Linked DNA regions of Sus scrofa: region 1 is linked to region 2. The links are chromatin contacts, called in public HiChIP or PLAC-seq maps. All regions are on one chromosome and are shown on one strand. Each heading gives the region's core, a stretch centred on a gene start, on an enhancer-like site or on the middle of the called end of the contact. The rest is flanking DNA. Distances are from core to core; before and after follow the strand shown. Region 1 holds the start of CA4 (carbonic anhydrase 4). Region 2 overlaps USP32 (ubiquitin carboxyl-terminal hydrolase 32).

Region 1 (7,093 bases), core at 2,870-5,369, 190 kb before region 2:
TAACCCCCTTCACAACCCCTCTCTTACAAGTACTATTTATTTATTGCCTTTTTAGGGCCACACTCAGGGCATGTGGAAACTCCCAGGCTAGGGGTCCAATCGGAGCTGCAGCTGCCAGCCTACGCCACAGCCACAGCCACCCAGGATCCAAGCCTCCTCTGAGGTCTACACCACAGCTCACAGCAACGCCAGATCCCTAGCCCACTGAGCAAGGACAGGGATCCAACCCAGGTCCTCATGGATGCTAGTGTGGTTCGTTACTGCTGAGCCACGAGGGGAACGCCTCAAGTACTTTAAAAGTCAAAGAGTTAGAGTTCCTGACTCAGATTCTTTTTTTTTTTTTTCCCGTCTTTTTAGGGCCACACCCACGGCACATGGAAGTTCCCAGGCTAGGTAGGGGTCGAATCTGAGCTGTAGCCACCGCCCTAGGCCACAGCTTATGGCAATGCCGGATCCTTAACCTGCTGAGAGGCCAGGGATTGAGCCCGTGTCCTTGTGGATGCTGGTCAGGTTCATTTCCACTGAGCCACAACAGGGACTCCTTTTTTTTTTTTTTCCTGACTTAGATTCTTTAACTGGCCTCTGGGGGCTTCCCTTGGGCACTTAAACCTACCTCCAAATGATTTTCATAAACTGATGGTAGTTGGTTTCAGTGAGGAGCTGGACAGAGGGTCTGGGAACCCTGTTTTCCCTCCCCAGCCAGTGGCCCAGCCAGTGGGACGATGTTCCCTGCCGTGTAATTGACAATGGAAAGTAAGCTGATGACACAGCCCCTGTACACTGTGGAACCACAAAATGACAGTTGCAGAGGCTGTGAGGTAACATGAACTCATGTCTACACTGAAAGGTGAAGGTTAAAAAGCAGTACATTAACTAGTTCCCTATGTCAACAGTGTTTTACATATAGATAAAGATTACAAGGAGAGCTTCCTCTGTGGCGCAGTGGTTAACGAATCCGACTAGGAACCATGAGGTTGCGGGTTCGGTCCCTGCCCTTGCTCAGTGGGTTAACGATCCGGCGTTGCCGTGAGCTGTGGTGTAGGTTGCAGACGCGGCTCGGATCCCGCATTGCTGTGGCTCTGGCGTAGGCCGGTGGCTACAGCTCCGATTAGACCCCTAGCCTGGGAACCTCCATATGCCGTGGGAGCGGCCCAAGAAATAGCAACAACAACAACAACAAAAGACAAAAGACAAAAGACAAAAATAAATAAATAAATAAATAAAAAATAAAAAAAAATAAATAAAAAAATAAAAGAGCCTGTTCTCTTCACGTTGACAAAGTATTAACCAAGGAGGGAGAGTTCCCTTTCCCCCCAAGGTTTTTCCCTCTTTTTCCCCACGTGGCTCCACCCTAATCACCCTCTTTAGAGGTCCTTCCACTGCAAACCAGAAGAATATATGAATATTACACTGGAAAATCCCAAGCAGCTCTGATCCCAGCCTCCTGCTGGTCTGACCCTGGACTCCTTTGGCTGAGACACAGAGAAGGGAGGAGACAGCCAAGGGGGTGTTTTCCTGAACTCTCTGCAGGGCAAGAACAGAAGCTATGTTATCTCCATTGCTGAAGTATTCCATGCTTCTTGCTGCTCTTGAGGTAGAATATTAACCCAGGTAGTCAGTGTAGGAGCATGAGCTTCCATACATTCTTTGACTGTGACCATGGAATAACATTTGTGGCTTAAGGGCTCCAGGGAGTAACATCCCCACAGGCCTTGTTTACTGTAGGGAGTGTACCTATGCCCAGATGCACATTAATCCCTAACCCCTGTGACTCAGTTTACCAGTTTACAGGAAGAGAAGGACAAAGAAACTGTGAGACTTACAGGGCATTTCCTCCCCCAAGACCCTCTTGGACAAGGACTGATATGGGTAACTGAGCAAGGCCAATGGGAGAAAAAAAAAAACACATCCTTTCTGGCCCCCGTGTTGGTACCCTCCCCACCTTTAAGGAATAAAAACCCCTACAGGACAATAGAGAAAGGGGGCTCTTCTCCCCCTTTCCAGCAGCCCTGGGAGCCATCTGCTTTCCTTTAATAAAGACTTTGTTTGCTTGCTGTCTGTGTGTTCACGAAATTCATTCTTCGACTGCCGTGAATAAGAAGCCAGATTCCAGTACCATCTTTCAGGTATCACTCTTATTATTTCAAAATGTTCAGGGGCAGAAGTTCAGAAGTCTGGACAATCTCTCTACTGAAGAAGGCCCTCTGCTGCCCCGAGACAGTTCTCCCTCTCTCCCCATGCCCAGGACCAGGGAGGCGGGCCTGCAGCTCCCACACATGAAGGCAGGAGAGGCCCTGTCTTGTCTCTGCTGGAACAGGGCAGAGATCCAGGTTTGGGAGTGGTGGAGCCCAGGCTATTGATTGAAACTTGTTTTACATGTGGGTTTTTTGTTTTTGTCTTTTCAGGGTCACGCCCGTGGCACTTGGAGGGTCCCAATCTAGGGGTCCAATTGAAGCTGTAGCTGCCAACCTACACCACAGCTCAGGGCAACGCCAGATCCTTAACCCACTTGAGCCATGCCAGGGATCGAACCCACAACCTCATGGTTCCCAGTCAGATTCGTTTCCACTGTGCCACGATGGGAACTCCTCCCTTCTCTTTTTGTGTTAACATCTACTTAGCTCCCAGTCCTCAGCCTGGATCTCACCTCCTCCAGGAAGCCTTCCCCAACTCCCCGGCCCTAGGCTGGCAGATGCCACTCCTCTGGGCTCCTGTAATATCATGGGCATCAGTTACTGTTGCCCATAACAGGTGAGGTTCACTGAGCACTTACTAAGCGCTTGGACCTCTACCTGGCCCTTTACCTGGCACCAACTCGTTGAATCCTAACCACACCCCCGAGAGGGAGGCACAGTCTCTACCCCATTTTCTAGACCAGGACACTCCCTGGGCCTGAGGGGGTGAAGGTGAGTGTGGGATGGGGAAGGGCATCCAGGGTGGCGGTGATGCTCCAAAGTTTTCTTTCTTTCTCTCTCTCTTTCTATTTTTCGTTTGTTTTTTAGGGCTGCACCTGCAGCATATGGAAGTTCCCAGACTAGGGGTTGAAATGGAGCTACAGCCTCCAGCCTACACCACAGCCACAGCAACGCCAGATCCGAGCCACATCTGCGAACCACACCACTGCTCATGGCAATGCCAGATCCTTAACCCACTGATCGAGGCCAGGGATCGAACCTGCATCCTCGTGGATCCTAGTCAGGTTCATTACCACCGAGCCACAATGGAAAATCCAGCCCAGTATTTTTCTGTAAGGGCTACGTCCTGGGGCTGCCCCTGACCTGTGAACACCAGGAGTGCAGTGTCCTGCTCCCTTGTGCCTCCACTCCAGGCCGATCAGAGTCCCAGGAGAGGCTGAATCCGAAGTTCATCTTTTGGGGGTCCACACAGTTGGGGCTACCCTTCTTGCCCCTCAGCCTTCCTCCCCCCTCCTTAGGTCTTGGGAGACCAGGTGGAGCCTGGATGTGCCAGAGCGCCTCCCAGAGCCTAGCCCAGTGTCCCCTTCCACCCAGTGCCACATCCACACCTGTTCAGGTCATGTTCAACCCAGGTCATAGGACCTCAATCTGGAGGTCAGCATGACATGTGCTTATGTGCCCAGACTAGCCCCTACACTCAGGCGTTAGTCACTGAATTCTCACAATGAATTTTGAGCATCAGAAACCTACGAGGAAGAGAGAAACATGGTTTTTGTTTCATAATTGAGGAAAAGCAAGGCTATACTGAGGTCACAGAGCATGTGGGTAGAGCCAGGAGTTATGAGGCTTGTCTGGCCTCAAAGCTCCATTAGCTTCCCCAGTGCCTCCCTCCTGTTCCAGACGGGGCCACGGCGAGGAAATTGCCAGCGGATGAGAACCATGATTCATTTCTGCATCCACGATGGGCCAGCAGCTACACCCAGGTACCGTGAAGCCGGTTGTGAAAGTGTGGGCTGGGCAGGCTCTGGCCCAATATGGTTTATTGGCAGAGGTTGGCAGGGCAGGGTTATCATATTATCATATCTACTTTACAGATGAGGAAGTTGCAACCGGAGAGGAGTCGGAAAGTTGCCCAAGGTCATCCCTGAGTTAAAGGAAGAGCAGGAACCTGAATGCAAGACACGCGGGGACCCTGTGTGGTGTAAGAGGAAGGAGGCTGTGGCAGGGCTGGGACTGCTGGGCCTGGGCTGGCAGCTTTATGGACACTGTAAGTCACCGAGACGTGTTAGGGCCCATCCCTGATCTACTGATCCCTGCTGTAATGAGGGGTCTGGTCCCTTCCGGGAGGCCTGGCCCCAGGGTGGCCCAGACAGTGACAGGTGACAAGTTTATGGCAGGCAGGACAGGGGTCCAGGGCTGGGAGATAAGGCTGGGTAAACTTGATAACACAAAGTTGCCTGCCTTGTGTGACATTGGAGTCAGAGATGACAGAGTTCCTGTTGTGGCTCAGCAGGTTAAGAGCCCAACATAGTGTCTTAGAGGATGCGGGTTCGATCCCTGGCCTCATTGAGTAGGATAAGGATCTGGCATTGCTGTGAGCTATGGTGTAGGTGGCAAAGGTGGCTCGGATCCGGTGTTGCTGTGGCTGCGGCATCAGCCAGCAGCAGCAGCAGCTCCGATGAGACCCCTCACCTGGGAACTTCCATGTGCCACAGGTGCAGCCATAAAAAGAAAAAAAAAGAAAATGAAAAAAGGGAGCCAGAGTTGACGGATAGAGCAGGGGCCACCCCCTGACCTCCTGCGTCACAAATGTGCAGTCTTGGTGGTGCCTATGATGAAAACGCATCCTCGAGGAAATGCCAATCCTTAACTCCTACACCACCCAGGCCCCAGAGGGGACACCCCACCGAGGCCATGGTTCTCCTCCCAAAACACAGTGGGGGGAAGGGAGCTGGATTATTTAGATGTCAGCTTCCTCCTTCTCTTCCCAAAGGGACTTTTCTTTTTTTTTTTTTTTTTTTTTTTGCTTTTTTAGGGTCACACCCATGGCACATGGAAGTTCCCAGACTAGGGGGCAAATCGGAGCTACAGCTGCTGGCCTGCAGCACAGGATCCGAGCCACGTCTCGACCTACACCACAGCTCACAGCAGCGCCAGATCCTTAACCCACCGAGTGAAACCAGGGATCGAACCTGCGTCCTCATGGACCCTAGTTGGGTGTGTTAACCGCTGAACCATGAAAGGAACTCCCCCAAAGGGACTTTGAAGTGGGTCTAAAAGTCACCATTCAATAGCCCTTTAAGCCCCCAGAGGTTTCCAAGTCTCTCTCCTGCCTGTCAGGGGGAAGGCTTGGGGTTACAGGGACCCCTAAAAAAGATCTTCCCAGGAATAGGCCTCCTCCCCACCCCAGTCCTAAAATATATTTTTTTACCGTCTTCTGAACACAAATCCACTCCCCAGAAAAAGGCCCCAGGGGTATGGAATTCCTCCTTTGACTGTCCTATGCCCAGGCTGGTGATGAAACTCCCTCCAGCAAAGGGAAGGTATACGTAGGTGCTCAGTGCCTTAAGCCTGCCTGCAGGCTTAAGCATCAGTGAACAGCCGCGCGCGCGCGTGCACGTGCGCTCGCGCGCGGCGGGGGCGGGGTGGGGGGGACGCTGTCACCTGACACCAGGTTTGCTAAAGGAAGATGTTCCAGGTGGAAGCATAGGACCTGATTCCTAAGCCATAAATGCTTCTTATCACGGGATAAAGCCCAAATCTCCATTTAAAGAAAAAAATCCTAATGTGGATTCCCCTCCTCCCCTCTCCGGAGGATCAAAGCTGCTCCTTGAGGCCGTGTGATCCTGGGCCAGAGGGTGGCAGAGAGTCAGCCAGGCCTCTCACCAGGGAGGAAGTCCCTTTGCCTGGATGGTTCTGGAGAGGCCATCCCTCTTCAGAGGTCTCTCTCTTAGGTTCAAAGACCCGTGGGGGCTGAGAGGTTGGCAGCAGATGGGGAAGCGACTAGACCAAAAAACTGGGGCTTCCTGTTGGTGGAGGGGGTCCCGACCCACTGCCTGGTCCCCTGTCCCTAATCCCCATGGAAGTCTGGATGAGCTTCTCAAACTCCCACAGAGGCCCTCGCCCCATGTCGACTGCACAGGACCCGGAGCCTGAAGGTGTCTATAGGCACTGCGGGGGCAGGGTGGGGGGTGTCACATCCAGGAGAGGGAGCACCCTTCTGAGACTAGAACACCCCCATTCTGTGGGGGCCCACAGCCCCATTTCCCCCAATGCTAGAGCCTCCTCCAAGCAAAGTTTCCTTTCCCTGGACGCCTCTGAAGATTCTGGCAGATGAGAAAACCAGGCGTCCCTTGAGACCCCAGTCTCATCTCTTTCCATCTCATCGCAAGTGTTTGGGGGTGGGGGTGGGGGGCAGCCCCTTCCCTCTGATACCATCTGTTCCTCTCTCACTTGATCCCCTTTGCAATTCCTTTCTCAGTTCTGCCTCCTGAACTTCCCCCGCGCTGGCCATCACATACACACTCACACAGCAGCTCAGCAGCGTCCACATTCTGTGTTGGAAGAAAGGTCTTTGGGCTGCTTAGAAATGAAGTTTGGAGTAGCCTGCGGTGCAGCAGAAAAAGACGAGCCCCAGAGAATCGGCGGTCCCTGCCTGAGAGAGAAAGAAGCCAGCCCTCTTTCTGAGGACACCAGATTCCACAAACACCACCGCGTGTCCCTCGACTTCGCCATCCCACCGAGGCCATCTCCACTCCTCGGGCCCTCAACCCCAGGCCATCCCAAGGCTCCGGCCGGCTGCTTCCGAGGCGAGAGGACTGCGCAGGGGTCCGCGCCAAAATGATCCAAGGCAGGAATCCGGGGCTCCCACCCTTGTGCGGATCAAGTACCTTGCCGAGTCGCTCCCCTGGTCCCAGAGCTGAGACCAGGTGTGGGACAGGGGAGGAGCGAGGGAGGAGAGCGCTGCCCCTGAGCCGAGGGGCCGCGGGTGGGTGAGCGGGCCCCGCGCACCGGGTGAAAGGTGGCCCGGCGCGGGGCGGGGAGCGCAAGTGAGGGAGCGGAGGCTCTCAGATCTGGGGCAAGGGAGGAGACGCCCAGCCAGGGGGAGGAGCCGCTTCCCGCATCCTGCTGTCGGGGCTCCCTCTCGTCGCGGCTCCGCTATAAAACCCCGGCCAGCA
Region 2 (7,698 bases), core at 198-2,697:
ATGGAATAAAAAAACATGAGGTTCTTAACCACACTTTTCCACAGAAGCATAACAAGAAAGATACTAGATGTCCTTCCCACGATAGGTTATGACTCTAGTTAGGTATTAAAACTAACCCATCTCCTTTTATTTGTCCTTATACATCTAATTGTGCTTTTTTAATTACTTTTTGCTTATGTACATTTATTTCGAAACCACCATGAAACCTACTCTTACATTTCCTTTTTTTTTTTTTTTTTTTTTTTTTTTTTTCTGCTGTGTTTCTGGCATTTAGAAGTTCCCAACCTAGGGATCAAACCCATGCCACAGCTGTAACCAGAGCCACAGCAGTGACAATGCCAGATCCTTAAACCACTAAGCCACAAAGGAACTCCTTCATTTTCTATGTTTAGTAATTCTAGTATTAAAGGCAATGAATTTTTCACTGATAATAGCTTTGGTTGCTTCTCAGAAGACAAACAGTTAAAACCTTTTTCCTGATTATAAAAAGTGATTTTTTATATTTTTTATAAATAAAAAATTAAGCATTCCAAAAAAAAAAAAAATGAGGTCTTGGAGTTCCCATTGAGGCGCAGCGGAAATGAATTAACTGGGAACCATGAGGTTTCGGGTTGCGGGTTCGATCCCTGGTCTTGCTCAGTGGCTTAAGGATCTGGTGCTGCTGTGAGCTGTGGTGTAGGCTGGCAGCAACAGTTCTGATTCGACCCCTAGCCTGGATCCTCCATATGCCGTGGGTGAGGCCCTAAAAGGACAAAAAAAATAAATAAATGAGGTCTTTAGTGTTTGGCTTCTTTGACATAAAATGTTTTGGAGGTTCATCCATGCATTACCAGAAAACTTCATTTTTTATTAACAATATTCCACTGTATGGATATACCACATTTTGTTCTGTTGATGGACATCTGACTTGTATGCTGAAAACTTTAAACATCACTGAAAGAAATTAAAAATCTAAATAAATGGAAAGGAATTCTAATTTCATGAATCAGAACACTTAACTATTGTTAAAATGACAATACTTCCCAAATCAATCTACTGATTAAATGCAACTCCTATCAAAATCTGTTGCTTCTTTTGTAGAAATTGAAGAGCTGATCCTAAAATTCACATGTAAATGCAAGGGATCCCAAATAGATAGAGAAAAAGAAGAAAGCTGGAGAAATGACACTTTCTGATTTTAAAACTTATTAGAAAGTTAGAATAATCAAGGCAATGTGATACTGATGTAAGAACAGACACAGAAATCAATGGAATGGAATCAAGAATCCAGAAATAAAACCTTATGCTTATGGTCAATGATTTTCAAGAAGACTGATAAGACAATCCAATGGGAAAGAATAATCTTTTTAACCAACAGTGCTAGGATTGTAACAGGAAAGAACACCTGATTCTATATTGAATGTGTTCCTTTAGCTCTAACCTTTGTACTCTGTCGCTTGTGAATAGTCATGCTGGCTCTGCTCCTTTTGTAAAAGAATGTTGCCTATAGCCTGAAACACATAGGATAGGCCACTCTCAAGGCTCTGACCTTTAAAGGTATACCACTTTTATATTCATTTAGAGACAAAAAGTTGCAGAACAGAGAAAAACAGTTTTCTTACAGGAAGTTTGTAGGTATATTGTGGTCAGATCTACATGGACAGCTTTCAAGAACTGGGAAAGGGTTTGGCACCAAGAAGCTTGCAACAACCAGCCACACCCTCTCCCCCTTTAACGTAAAAGAGGCCTGAATTCTAACTTAGATAAGATGGTTCTTTGGGACACCAGTCTACTACCTTCTCGGTCTGTTAGATTTCCAAATAAAGTCACTACTCCTTGCCCCAACAACTCATCTTTTGATTTGTTGGCCTGTCATGCAGCAAGCAGTAGGAGTTTGTACTTGTTACCAACCAAAGTACTATTTTCAAAATAATGAAGTTGGGAAACTTCTGTTATGGCTCAACCAACTAGTACCCATGAGGTTGCGGGTTTGATCTCTGGCCTCGCCCAGTGGGTTAAGGATCCGGGGTTGCCATGATCTGTGATATAGGTCACAGACACGGCTCAGATCCCTCGTTGCTGTGGCTATGGCGTAGGCCAGCAGCTGTAACTCCAATTCAGCCCCTATCCTGGAACTTCCATATGTCACAAGTGGGGCCCTAAACAAACAAACAAACAAAAGTACATATGTAAAAGTTACCACTAAAAAAAAAGGAATGAAGTTGGACTCATCACACCATACACAAAAATTAGCACTAAATGGATGAGACCTAAAGGTAAGAGCTACAATTCTTAGAAAGAAACAGAAGAGCAAATCTTTGTGACCGTGGGTTAGGCAATGGTTTCCTGGACACAACCCCAAAAAGAAAAGTGATAAAAGGAAAAATAGGTAAACTAGACTTCATCAAATTTTTAAGGTTTTATGTTTCAAAGAACACCATCAAGAGAGCAAAATTACAGAATGGGAGAAATTATTTGCAAATCATGGATCTTAAAAGAGATCTGTATCTAGAATATATAAAAACTCTTACAACTCAAGAACAAAAAGACACAAAGAAACAAGGGCCTAATTGGATATCTGTTAGTAGGTATGTAGATGTGCACATGTAAATCTTATTCATCCAAAAACAACGTCCGATATTCTGACCTAAGTTTTCCCAGCACCACAAATTACACTATCTGTCAGTTTTGACTTTAAGGAAGAAGAGAAGCTGTGGGGAAAGAAAGGCTTAAGTCAGTATATATTTGAATTTGGAAGCATCTTGTTTTAATTATTAAGGATTCAGTTTAAATCCCTTCCTCTAACCAGCAACATATTATCTCATTAAACTCCTAGTTATATCTTAAAATGAAAAATTCTAAATTTCAAATTTTTATATTATAGTAGCATTTAAGACAAAAAGATAAAATAGAAAATAGGAAGAGGAATTCAGAGGAAAAAAAAAAGAACCCAATAAACAGTATTAGGAAAAAACTAATTCTGTCATAAATCTGAAATAATGACTGAACAAGAAAGTATATAACTTTGCACAGGAACACATATAATAGAATTAATGCAACATATATTCCCACCAAAAAGATTAACACACACAAAAAAGCAATAAATGTAATTTCCATATTATGTAAGCCATAAGGTTCAAAAAAATACACAGCACAGGTCAGAAATAACAACTGTCATTAATTAGGAATGGCGAACTGAAGTTTTATGAAACACACCAAGCTTAAAATTCTTACGATAATTTTCAGTTTTATTAATTTTATTCTCATTTCGCCTTTAGAACAACATAATAACATATCTCCAGACATATCTATAAAATAGTGAATTAAATGTTAGAAAGGGGATACTTATATCAACGTAGCTTATTTTACATCTACCAAAAAAAATTTAGTACAATTTAAGTAAGCCTTTACAAGTTACAATAATCCAGTGTTTCATATACAACATTTAATTGTAGAAAACTGATTTAATTACATTTTACTATATTGGAAAATTTTAAACTCAAAAATTTATAAAAATAACTTCCAGAAATTCCTGTTGTGGCTCAGTGGTTAACGAATCCGACTAGGAACCATGAGGTTGCGGGTTTGACCCCTGGCCTTGCTCAGTGGGTTAGGGATCCGGCATTGCCAGGAGCTATGGTGTAAGTTGCAGACACAGCTTGGATCCTGTGTTGCTGTTTCTGTGGCTGTGGCGTAGATTGGCAGCTACAGCTCCAATATAACCCCTAGCCTGGGAACCTCCATACGCTACAGGTGCAGTCCTAAAAAGCGAAGAAACAAAAAACATAAAACAAAAAAAACTCCCAACATAAAAAATTATATGTCAGAATGATAAAGTTTATAAGCATAACAAGCCAGTCATATACATGGTCCCATGATTACAACCAGTGGCTATAAAAGCTCAGAACACAAGAAGCAGAACTGCAGCTCTGCAGTAGTCCCATTTGGCCTCTGAGAACACAGTTATATTGACACTGAAAACTAGAGCTGTTTAGTTACTCAGCAAGGAAACTAACTGTACAGAAGATTAAATCTGTCAAGACCAGGAGAGCTCTCAAGACTCAAAGGCAAGCCTAGAACATAAAGATTACCTCAGCAACTTTTGGAGGCACTCCGTCCCCAAGCACTTCCCTGATGAAGCAGTGCTGGCCCATGTAATAGGAGAGTCCACAGGTTCTCTTGAAGGCATCTTTCAGTCGTTTCAGCTCAACATCTGTAACTGCAATTCAGAAATAAAAGATGGGTAAGAAACCTGAGGAGATAACTTCTCGAGATCTTCACATTTTTTTCAACCCACTTCCTAATAAAAATTGGCAAGTATTACTTCACTGGTCAAATGAGTAAAACAAACCCAAAGGTTTTTTTGGGTTTTTTTTTGTTTGTTTGTTTGTTTGTCTTTTTGCTATTTCTTGGGCCGCTCCCGCGGCATATGGAGAGTCCCAGGCTAGGGATCGAATCAGAGCTGTAGCCACCAGCCTACGCCAGACCCACAGCAACAAGGGATCCGAGCCGCGTCTGCGAACTACACCACAGCTCACGGCAACGCCGGACCCTTAACCCACTGAGCAAGGGCAGGGACCGAACCCGCAACTTCATGGTTCCTAGTCAGATTCGTTAACCACTGCGCCACGACGGGAACTCCCCAAAGGTATTTTTCATAATTCTAATATTTTCAATTCTAACCTAGAAAGTAAATATGAAAATTCCTGTATCTTTGAGAGTTCCCACTGTGGCTCAGCAGGTTAAGAACTTGACACAATGTCTGTGAGGAGGAGGGTTCAATTCCTGGCCTCTCTCAGTAGGTTAAAGACCAGCATTGCCTAAAGCTACGGCACAGATCAGAGATGCAGCTCGGATCTGGTGTTGCCATGCTGTGGCATAGAGCAGCAGCTGCAGTTCTAATTTGTCCCCTAGCCCAGGAACGTCCACATGCCACAGATATGGCAAAAAAAAAAAATTCCTGTATCTTCCAATGATAGAACATTACATTATGCGTACAAATTTTAGGCAGGGGCAAGGAACAGGTAATTAAGTATTTCAAATTTAAGTATTTGAAATTAGCAGGTAAGCTAAATGGCATTAGACTCCAGCATTAAAATATTTTTAGCAGCAGTGCACTCTTTCCTCTGGGATAAAAATTATGTATTTATACTCTTTGAGCACGTATCTATCTATGTAGAATATAGCCCCCACGTTTAGCTCAGATTGTCAGCAACAATAAAGAAAGCAGCCCATAAATAGATGATTCTAATAACACATAATTTTTAGACACCCACTATCAAAAAAATTACTGAGCCATTACTTTATTTTAGGCACTGAAGACTTCTTTCACTGAATAGAACAATCTCTGTCGACATTGACAGAAAAAGAAATACTCCTTAGTATTATGTGATTAGTACAATGGTCACATTGGAGGCACAGTAATGTATCTTTAGCCCAGGATGGAAGACAAGAGTTCTAGACACAAAGGATGACTGCATAAAATTTTAAAGGCTAACCCAAGCAAAAGGGACAGGGCATGCCAGGCAGAGATAACAGTTTGTTTCAAAGTGCAATGACGTATAAAACGTATAGAGAATTACACGTTACTATAACAAAACGCACAAGGGGGGGAATAGTAAGGCAGTCATTGACCAAGTCACAGAAGTTTTCTTCTGACATAATAAGGAAGGGATTCAGTCAGATACAATTCAAAGACAAACTCCAGGCTGACAGGAAACAGGACACAGTCGCATAAAATTCATATAGTTTACCAGTTCTGTAGAGAATAGAACTAACCTGAAAGCAAAAAGTAGACTGCTATTATAAGAAGAAAAGGTGGAGCTAAATCTGGGAAGTATCTAGAAAGAAAAGTCAGTAGAATAAGGCTTGACTGAAAGCAGAAGCAATCTAGAGTAACACTCAGGATTCTATCTTGGGACACCTGAAGGATGACGGCATTAGCACGTAGAAAGGGAATGTGAGAAAAAAGTGAGGAAGCAAAACTAATAAATTCTGGTAAGAACATACTGAAAATGAGGAACCTTGGGGAGAGCCATTGGGTTTTTACAATTATGAATGTAAAGCTTAGGAGCGGTTTGATGACAGTCATCAGCATATAGGTGGCAATTCTAGCCATGAGTAAAAAAAAAGCACAATTGGACAGAGACAAAACTGGAAAAAACCAATGCTTACAGTACCTGTAGAGAAAGAAAAACTACTCAAAGAAGACTGAGAAGGAATAGTTAAACAGGAAAAACATAAGAGAGTTCCCATTGTGGCTCAGTGGTTAACGAATCCAACTAGGAACCATGAGGTTTCGGGTTTGATCCCTGGCCTTGCTCAGTGGGTTAAGGATCCCACGTTGCTGTGAGCTATGGTGTAGGTCACAGACGTGGCTCGGATTCCCACGTTGCTATGGCTCTGGCATAGGCTGGCAGCTACAGCTCTGATTAGACCCCCTACATATGCCACGGGTGCGGCCCTAGAAAAGGCAAAAGAACAAAAAAAAAAAGAAAAACATAAGAGAGTAGTCTCCAAATGACAGGAAGAAGGAACTGGCCTACAACCTCAAGTAAGGCAGGAAAGTCCAGCAAGATAAAGACTGAAGACTGCCTGGCAACATATTATCATCCAATAAAAGTCTGTGGTAGGGAGGGAAAGTCCATGGGTTCAACAACTTGTAGGGTAATGATAAAAACACTAATATAAAGAACTAATATTTGAATAAGTAGCTAGAGAAAAGTACGAACACTAGATGCTTATTTCATGAAAAACTATGCTTATTTCATGAAAAATTTAACATATTAACAGTCCCAATTTACTGATTCTTTCTTCTTTTTTAGAATGCAAAAGTGAGAAACAGAACAAAGCTCATTTTATAAATTACAGTAACAAAGGAGAAATTACTTTAGTTAATGGGATACCTATTTCTTTCATATGCCCCATTTTCAATAACGGCTTTACTAAAAAATTAGCATGTTCATAATCTAGTGGAAGAGACAAGAAAAAATTATCAATCATTATGATATAAAATGATAATCTTGGGAGTTCCCGTTGTGGCTCACAGAAACAAATCCGACTAGTATACAAGAGGATGTGAGTTCAATCCCTGGCCTCACTCAGTGGGTTAAGGAAGGATCCGGCGTTGCCATAAGCTGTGGTGTAGGTCACAGATGTGGCTCGGATCCCGCACTGCTGTAGCTATGACACAGACCAGCAGCTGTAGCTCCAATTTGACCCCTAGCCTGGGAATCTCCATATGCCTTGGGTGTGGCCCTAAAAAGAAAAAAAAAAAAAAAAAAAAAAATATATATATATATATATATATACTGCTGGGTATAGACATTTGAAGGACTGTTTGATAGTATGTTAGAAAAAAAATGGCTTCCTGATGACTAATGCATTTATTCATTAATAACATGAAAAAAATGTACATGTAAGCATTTTAAAAGTTGTAAAAGCAAACAACATCCATCAGCAGAAAACAAAGTTACTGTATACGCACAAAACACAACTATCAGACACTAAAATATCACCAGAGAGCCAGATTTACTGAAGAACAGTATTTTTATTCAAAATAAAGTCTAACAATTCCTTGTAGACAAGGAATATATAAAAGTGCTCATTCTACAAGTAAAATTTTGAAAATTTTAAAAATAAAAATTTAAACAAGATGGAAAATAAAAGCGTATCAAGCCTAGTAAAATTTCAAGGTAGGAAAACATAATATTAATGCAG

Evidence for each region. HiChIP or PLAC-seq counts read pairs in DNA pulled down with a chosen protein or histone mark.
Region 1: an H3K27ac HiChIP or PLAC-seq map of alveolar macrophages shows a contact between it and region 2. The contact joins two enhancer-like sites. A contact is called at or near these places in 1 of 47 Hi-C or Micro-C datasets (undifferentiated spermatogonia) and 1 of 2 datasets of contacts at active chromatin or transcription factors (alveolar macrophages).

The regions. Positions count from the first base shown.
Region 1 is chr12:37,972,432-37,979,524 of Sscrofa11.1, reverse strand. It overlaps CA4 (carbonic anhydrase 4), which reads left to right and starts at 7,082. Exons shown (of 8, transcript NM_001243920.1): 1 at 7,082-7,093. Within about 2 kb of position 4,119, at least 3 of the 83 cell types and tissues checked have an H3K27ac peak or open chromatin away from gene starts, as enhancers often do. A contact at or near this core is called in alveolar macrophages, where this site is marked.
Region 2 is chr12:37,777,585-37,785,282 of Sscrofa11.1, reverse strand. USP32 (ubiquitin carboxyl-terminal hydrolase 32) reads right to left here. Exons shown (of 35, transcript XM_021067306.1): 2 at 4,071-4,198. The coding sequence starts at 4,133. Among named protein-coding and RNA genes, the nearest start is that of USP32, 61 kb to the right of the region's middle. Within about 2 kb of position 1,447, at least 9 of the 83 cell types and tissues checked have an H3K27ac peak or open chromatin away from gene starts, as enhancers often do. A contact at or near this core is called in alveolar macrophages, where this site is marked.